Regions from separate parts of the Mus musculus genome. Here region 2 is linked to region 1. Evidence: chromatin contacts called from public promoter capture Hi-C data. All regions are on one chromosome and are shown on one strand. Each heading gives the region's core, a stretch centred on a gene start, on an enhancer-like site or on the middle of the called end of the contact. The rest is flanking DNA. Distances are from core to core; before and after follow the strand shown.

Region 1 (3,269 bases), core at 95-2,594:
ACCAAGTGAGCTTGTAGGCCTGACTTAAAGTACCTTAGGGGAATTCTGGCATTCCAGTACCATTCCAGGAGAAAGATGATAGAAAGGTTGAGTTCCCAGTGGAGGAGACTTCCAGATGTACCACTACAAGAATAATCGAATGTCACCTCACACCCTGTCCACCCACTGAAACAAGGATTCCAGTGTTCCTGATCCTACCTGGTTGCTTCTTATGCTTTGATGTACCAGCCACTAGCTCCCTTACTAACTGGGTACCCATAGGGGGCGATGTAACAAACTTGTCATCAAGTTCACAGTGGCTGGCATAGAATGACTGCCAGTTCTTAACTACTCTCTTCCTGGACTTAATATAGAACTGTTGGTTACTGGTCAGGGGATCTACATTGAAAATAAGGTACCCATAAACTATTCCCATCTCTACAACTGCACTGTAAATCCTACTGTTACAGGATACATGCTGCCCCCAGAGAATACTTGGTGGCTAACTCCATATATTTTTGAAAGTAGGACTGAGGATTTTTATGTTCTAGTGCAGCTCATACCTAGAGTGACATATTACTCTGGGGAGAATGTCTTCAATAAGCTAACACCTCCAAACAATCAGGTTAAAATAGTGGCCATTTCCACTTTGTTACTAGGTTCTCTCCTTAGCATAGGGCTGGCTAGGACTGCTAGTGTAGGGGACTAAGCCCTATAATGCCATACAGATAGTGATAGATGCAGATACCTACAAAGTTCAGTTACTACAGTATATTATCAGGAAGCCCAGTGTGTGTCATGCAATCAGATATGGTCTTAGGTCTTTCTGGTATAGTTTACATGGGAGAGAGACAATGACATCCTAACCTGTTCTTCATGGCAAGCTCTCACTTCCAATCTCGACTTCTTGTGGCGCTGAGGTTCTAAAGGATAATTGAGTGAACAAGTAGAACTTGGTCATGAGGACATCCCCACCAGAGGAGATCATGTCCTCCTCCACATCTGTTTCATCTGCCAGATCCAGCTTGGGCTAAAGACCCTGGAACTGAGACATAGAGTATCTTTGCTCAGCTGATTGTAGCTGCTGATACTGCTCTTCACTCAAAATCAAAATTATTTATGAAACATGATCTCATAAAGGCCAGGCAGGCTTTTCCCTTCCCAAATTGGCCCAGTATCAGCAACCTCTAGTCAGTGCTCATGAGGTGGGACATGAAATAGGATCCTGTCTTCACCTTGTCCCTAACTATTGCCACCTCTGGATGACACATTTAATGCAATGAATTCCCAGATTCTCTAGGACCCGAGGAAGATGAGTTGGGTGGGGATTCCGGAATCTGGTCATTACTGGAAGCCACTTTTAGAAAAGGGTGGAGTCTAAAGGGTGGAGTCTAAAGGTTCAACAGCCACAGTGGTGTAGATAAGGGCGAATACCTGAAATTCCTGCATTTGGGAGAGAAAGGCCGAAAGATCCTGAAGTTCAGGGTCACCTTCAGTTACACTATTAACTGATAGCTTTTGGGACTTGATAGCTTATCTTATATCAAAACTGTACATACAAAACCAAGCAGGAAAACAACTAAAAATAAACCTCAGATAAGGAAATGGAGAATGTTAGAATCTTAGAGCCTAGAGTCACTGCTTTCCTTCCCGGAGATTTTGTTACCCTATTCAGTCACCACTGAGTCTACCTAAAGGGAATCAGCGGGGATGGGATGATACCCTGTTTAAGGTGACACAAAATTATCACTGCTTGCCTTATCCAATGCAAATGTTTCCAACCTGGTTTGTAGGCCAGGGTTGGTGGTACATTTATGATACTAAGGATGGCCTTTCATTTGTTGGATGCCAGTGTGGTTCACCGCGCAAGTTAGAGGCTCGTTCTGGATGCATGTCCAGCCCCTACTCATAAAACCAGAAACAACCCATTACTACAGGCTCATGCCTATAACCAAACTCTAAGGCAGGTAGGCAGGCAGGCAGGCAGGCAGGCAGGTTCCCTTTTATTTGCTACTAGCCTGTATATTCCAAGAATCCCAGAGCAGCCTGTATTACACAGTAAAATCAATATGAATGAATATACGTATATATTACTGACATACAAATGTATAACTAATATAAAAATAATGACTAAAGAAATTATGAAAGGGCTTGGGATATGGCTCAGTAGGGAAAGTGCTTACCTTTATTGTGTGGGTATCATAGAAAAATAAGAGATTATAAAAATTTTCTAAATGAGGTACTAGAGAGGTTTCTCAGCAGCTAAGGGCACTGGATATATGCTCTTCTAGAGGACTGGGGTTCAATTCCAAGGACTAACATGTTGGCTCAAATTCCTCTGTCACTCCCAATCCTGGAAGTCTAGTGCCCTCTTCTGGCTTCCATAAGCACCAGCTTGTATGCTGGGTTCACAGACAAAACATGTAGGCAAAACACTCATAACACATAAAGTAGATACACTTTTAAAAATATTAAGGCACTTTTGCACCTTTAATCACAAGAAAATATCAGTTTGCTGAGCATAAACAAAATACTGCTTAGAAATTTTCTTTATTTACTTTTAGTCCACACTTATACATTTATTTATTTATTTACTAAATTTATATAGGGATAGATTCATTTATCCCATGTCTTAAAGATCTGTTTTTATTATTTTTAGTTATGTGTTTGTGCTTGTCTCTGCTGAGAAATGTTCGCAGGGATGAAGGTGCCACATAGGCCACAAGAGTTGAATCCCTCTGGATCTGGAGGTTGAGATAGTTATGTGCTACTCGAAATTGATGCTGGGAATTGAATTCAGGTCCTCTAAAACAGCATTCCGTGCTCTAAACACCTGAGCTGTCATCTCTCCAGCCCACATATTTGTGGAGACTGGATCTCAGTACCCTGACATGACTAGCCTGGAAGCCACTTTGTAAACCAGGGCAGTCCTGAATTCACAGAGATCAGCCACCTCAGTCCCTAGAGCACTGAAGGGCAAGGGTACAGAGCTATGCTTGCCTCATTGGTTGCTAGTTTGTCCAGAAGAGGTGATACCTATTCAGTTTCCTGATGATCTGGGTAAGTGCGAGCCACAATCCTGTATCAAATCCCATTCTGTTCTTGAAGCAGGGTCTTAACATAGAGTTTTGGGTGTCCTGAAACTTTTTTTTTTTTTTTTTTTTTGAGAAAGGGTTTCTCTGTATAGCCCTGGCTGTCCTGGAACTCACTTTGTAGACCAGGCTGGCCTGGAACTCAGACATCTGCATTCCTCTGCCTCCCAAGTGCTGGGATTAAAGGCGTGCGCCACC
Region 2 (3,193 bases), core at 5-2,504, 640 kb before region 1:
TAAAGAGAGAATAAAAGAAATGTAAATTGCTAGGTATCCTTTTAATTTAAATCTGCTGTGCCGTGTATTGAGATCAGAAAATTACTTAGGTCATTTAATTAACATATGTGTAACATATGTTATTCTGGGTGGTCATTCTGCAATGAGTATTAAAGAACTCTTAAATATGTATATAATTGTTTTATCAAAGTTATTTATAGTGGTAGCAGATTACTACTCAGAGACTTTTCAAATTTTGTAATTGCAAGACAGAAGTAATCTAAGTTAATAGATAAGATTTTCTCATTATCATATGTGATTGACTAAATAATGGTTCAACACAAGACTGAAAGAGGTCCAATAATCCCCAATGCAAATAGGAATGTGACTGTGTACATGATGGTCTATTCTAGGGAATAATAGTAACTTGAATTAAAGGAAACAATCTGTTGTTAAGACTGAGAATAAAAGATGTGTCAGTTCTCTTCATACCCAACAAAAGAAACTGTAATTATTATCTAATATCTTTCAGGAATACATTGAATATTCACGGTGTTTAACCTTGAACATGATTAATTTTTCTCATGCCATGCTCTTAATTTGGCCACATGACTAAAGCATTTTTAATTGTTTGAAATTAAATATTTATTTTTATTAAAAATAGATTCTAACATTTTTTCATGCTAAAGTGTTTTTTGTTGTTCTTAATTGCTGACAAATAGCTGGTTATGTCCTCTTTTAATATATAAACACAATGAATGATGGTTTGCTAAAGGTAAGAAATATGAAAATTTCAAGATGGTTGTAATATTCTTCCATTTAGTGTCATACACTTGGCATTTGTAACCATATATTGGGTATTTAGAGTGGGCAAATATACTCTAACTTGGACTAATGGCCACTGCAATCTTGTCAGTGCTTACATAACTTTGCAATATGTTTCTGATGACTGTAATGTTATTTTATCATGAAGTAATATAGCATTAAATAAATGGATCTATTATTTATATAAGCATATGAACATAATTTTAGTAGAATGATACTGATGAGTATCCCATCTTATTACAGATGATAAAAATACAATAGTGAAGAACAAAGGACAATGTCCTAAATTACTGATCACTGACTGCCCACATAAGAACCCATAACAAGGCAGAACATTCACAAATGGAATAAATTGTCATCTTACTCCATGATTCACATGATTCACAGGAGATTCTACTGCTCCACTCTCTCAAGTTCCATTAAGTTTTATTTCTCTCTTCTTTTATAATCTGAAAAGTGATGGCTTATGAAGTGATGAACCAGACTTCTGCGACCACATTCATCTTGGTTGGTTTCTCAGAATATCCACAGCTCCAAAAACCCCTCTTCCTCCTGTTCTTGGCCATCTACTCAGTAACATTGGTGGGGAACCTGGGCATACTTGTGGTTATAAAGGTCAATCCCAAACTTCACACACCCATGTACTTTTTTCTTAGCCACCTATCATTTTTAGATATATGCTATTCTAGTGTATTTACACCCAAACTTTTGCAGATCTTGATCATGGAAGATAGGACTGTATCTTTCAAAGCATGCATGGTACAATTTTTCTTTATTTGTACATTCGTGATTACAGAAATGTTCATGTTAGCAGTGATGGCCTATGACAGGTTTGTGGCTGTTTGTAATCCCCTACTCTACACAGTTGTGATGCCTTTTCAATTCTGTGCTCTGCTAGTAGCTGGGACATATATGATTGGTGGACTATGTACTGTGATACTTCTATATACCCTTTTGCAACTCTCCTATTGTGAATATGGCATCATCAATCACTTTGGCTGTGAGTACTCCGCTGTCATCTCTGTGTCTTGCTCTGACTCCTCCTTTAGCCAGTTGACATCCTTAGTCATTGCTATAGTTAGTGAATCTTCTAGTGTCCTGATCACTCTAGCATCATATGTGTTCATAGTTGTCACTATTATAAAGATGCCTTCCAAAGGAGGACTGAGAAAAGCCTTCTCCACCTGTACTTCCCACCTGACTGCCATATCAATCTTCCATGGGATCATACTCCTCCTGTACTGTGTTCCCAACTCAAACAGCTCACGGCTCTTTGTCAAAGTGGCCACTGCTCTTTATACAATCATGATCCCTATGTTGAACCCCCTTATCTATAGCCTTAGAAATAAAGATGTGAAGGACACAGTCAGGAGACTTATCAGCTCAAAACTGCACTCTCACTTGACATAATTATGAATATTGTTCTGCATATACATGCATGTGCATTGTGGGTGTGTGTGTCTCTGTGTGTGTATGTGATGGCAAGACTCAGATATAGGCACACAGTAAGACAGAGATACATTGAGAGGCAAAGAGTGGTAAGAGTTGGGTGGGAGACTGTAGTACTTTTGTTAGTTCACATGCATTTACATTTTCTCTATTTTATATAAATATAGTGTAATTTGACACAGTGTAATAAATTTCAGAATAGGGAATATTTAGAAACTTCACTTCTAGACACTGTGGATGGTAGGATTCAGAAGTTTGAAGCAGAATTCATTAATTACATTTTTTAATATGCAGTTGGTTTTCTAAGATATCTTTAAATTCAGATGATAGTTATCTTGATGGAATCCATACTCTTGTGCTCTTAACTCACAAAGTTGTCTCTGTGCTGTATTGTGTAAATTTTACTTTGCTTTAATTTTTTATCTTATTTCATAAAGCAATCATATGTATGTTTGTGTTTTGTATTATGAAAACATCATCTTATATAAAGAAAGTCATTAATTCCAAAATACTGCTTCTATTTCCCACCAATTCTAGATAACAATATACTGTGTTTAAATGGTGAGGCAAAAATGATATAATTAATTGCTCCATTTATGGTAATAGCAAATAAATCAATTATTCAATGATAAAATCTTATTACTAATTTGTATATTTGATTGTGCATTCTCTCCCTGATTTTATTACTAAGAAATTAATCGCCCTTCCGCTCGACTCGAGCCCCAAGCTAACTTGCCAGCAGAGTCTTGCCCAACACCCGCAAGGGCCCACATGGGACTCCCCACGGGATCCTAAGACCTCTGGTGAGTGGTACACAGTGCCTGCCCCAATCCAATCGCGCGGAACATGAGACTGCGGTACATAGGGAAGCAGGCTACCCAGGCCTGATCTGGGGCACAAGTCCCTTCCGCTCGACTCGAGCCACTGGCTACCTTGCCAG

The links. Promoter capture Hi-C pulls out the DNA fragments that hold promoters and counts their contacts.
Region 2: a contact with region 1 is called in a promoter capture Hi-C map of embryonic stem cells, with 2.7 times the contacts expected there. The contact joins the promoter of Olfr1166 here to the enhancer-like site in region 1. A contact is called at or near these places in 4 of 39 promoter capture datasets (the 3T3-L1 cell line, embryonic stem cells and hippocampal neurons) and 2 of 9 other capture datasets (embryonic stem cells and liver).

The regions. Positions count from the first base shown.
Region 1 is chr2:87,479,481-87,482,749 of GRCm38.p6, reverse strand. No RefSeq gene overlaps it. Among named protein-coding and RNA genes, the nearest start is that of Pramel7, 11 kb to the left of the region's middle. Within about 2 kb of position 1,344, at least 9 of the 459 cell types and tissues checked have an H3K27ac peak or open chromatin away from gene starts, as enhancers often do. A contact at or near this core is called in embryonic stem cells, where this site is marked.
Region 2 is chr2:88,123,054-88,126,246 of GRCm38.p6, reverse strand. It overlaps Olfr1166 (olfactory receptor 1166), which reads left to right and starts at 1,254. Exons shown (of 1, transcript NM_146650.2): 1 at 1,254-2,887. The coding sequence starts at 1,264. The coding sequence ends at 2,214.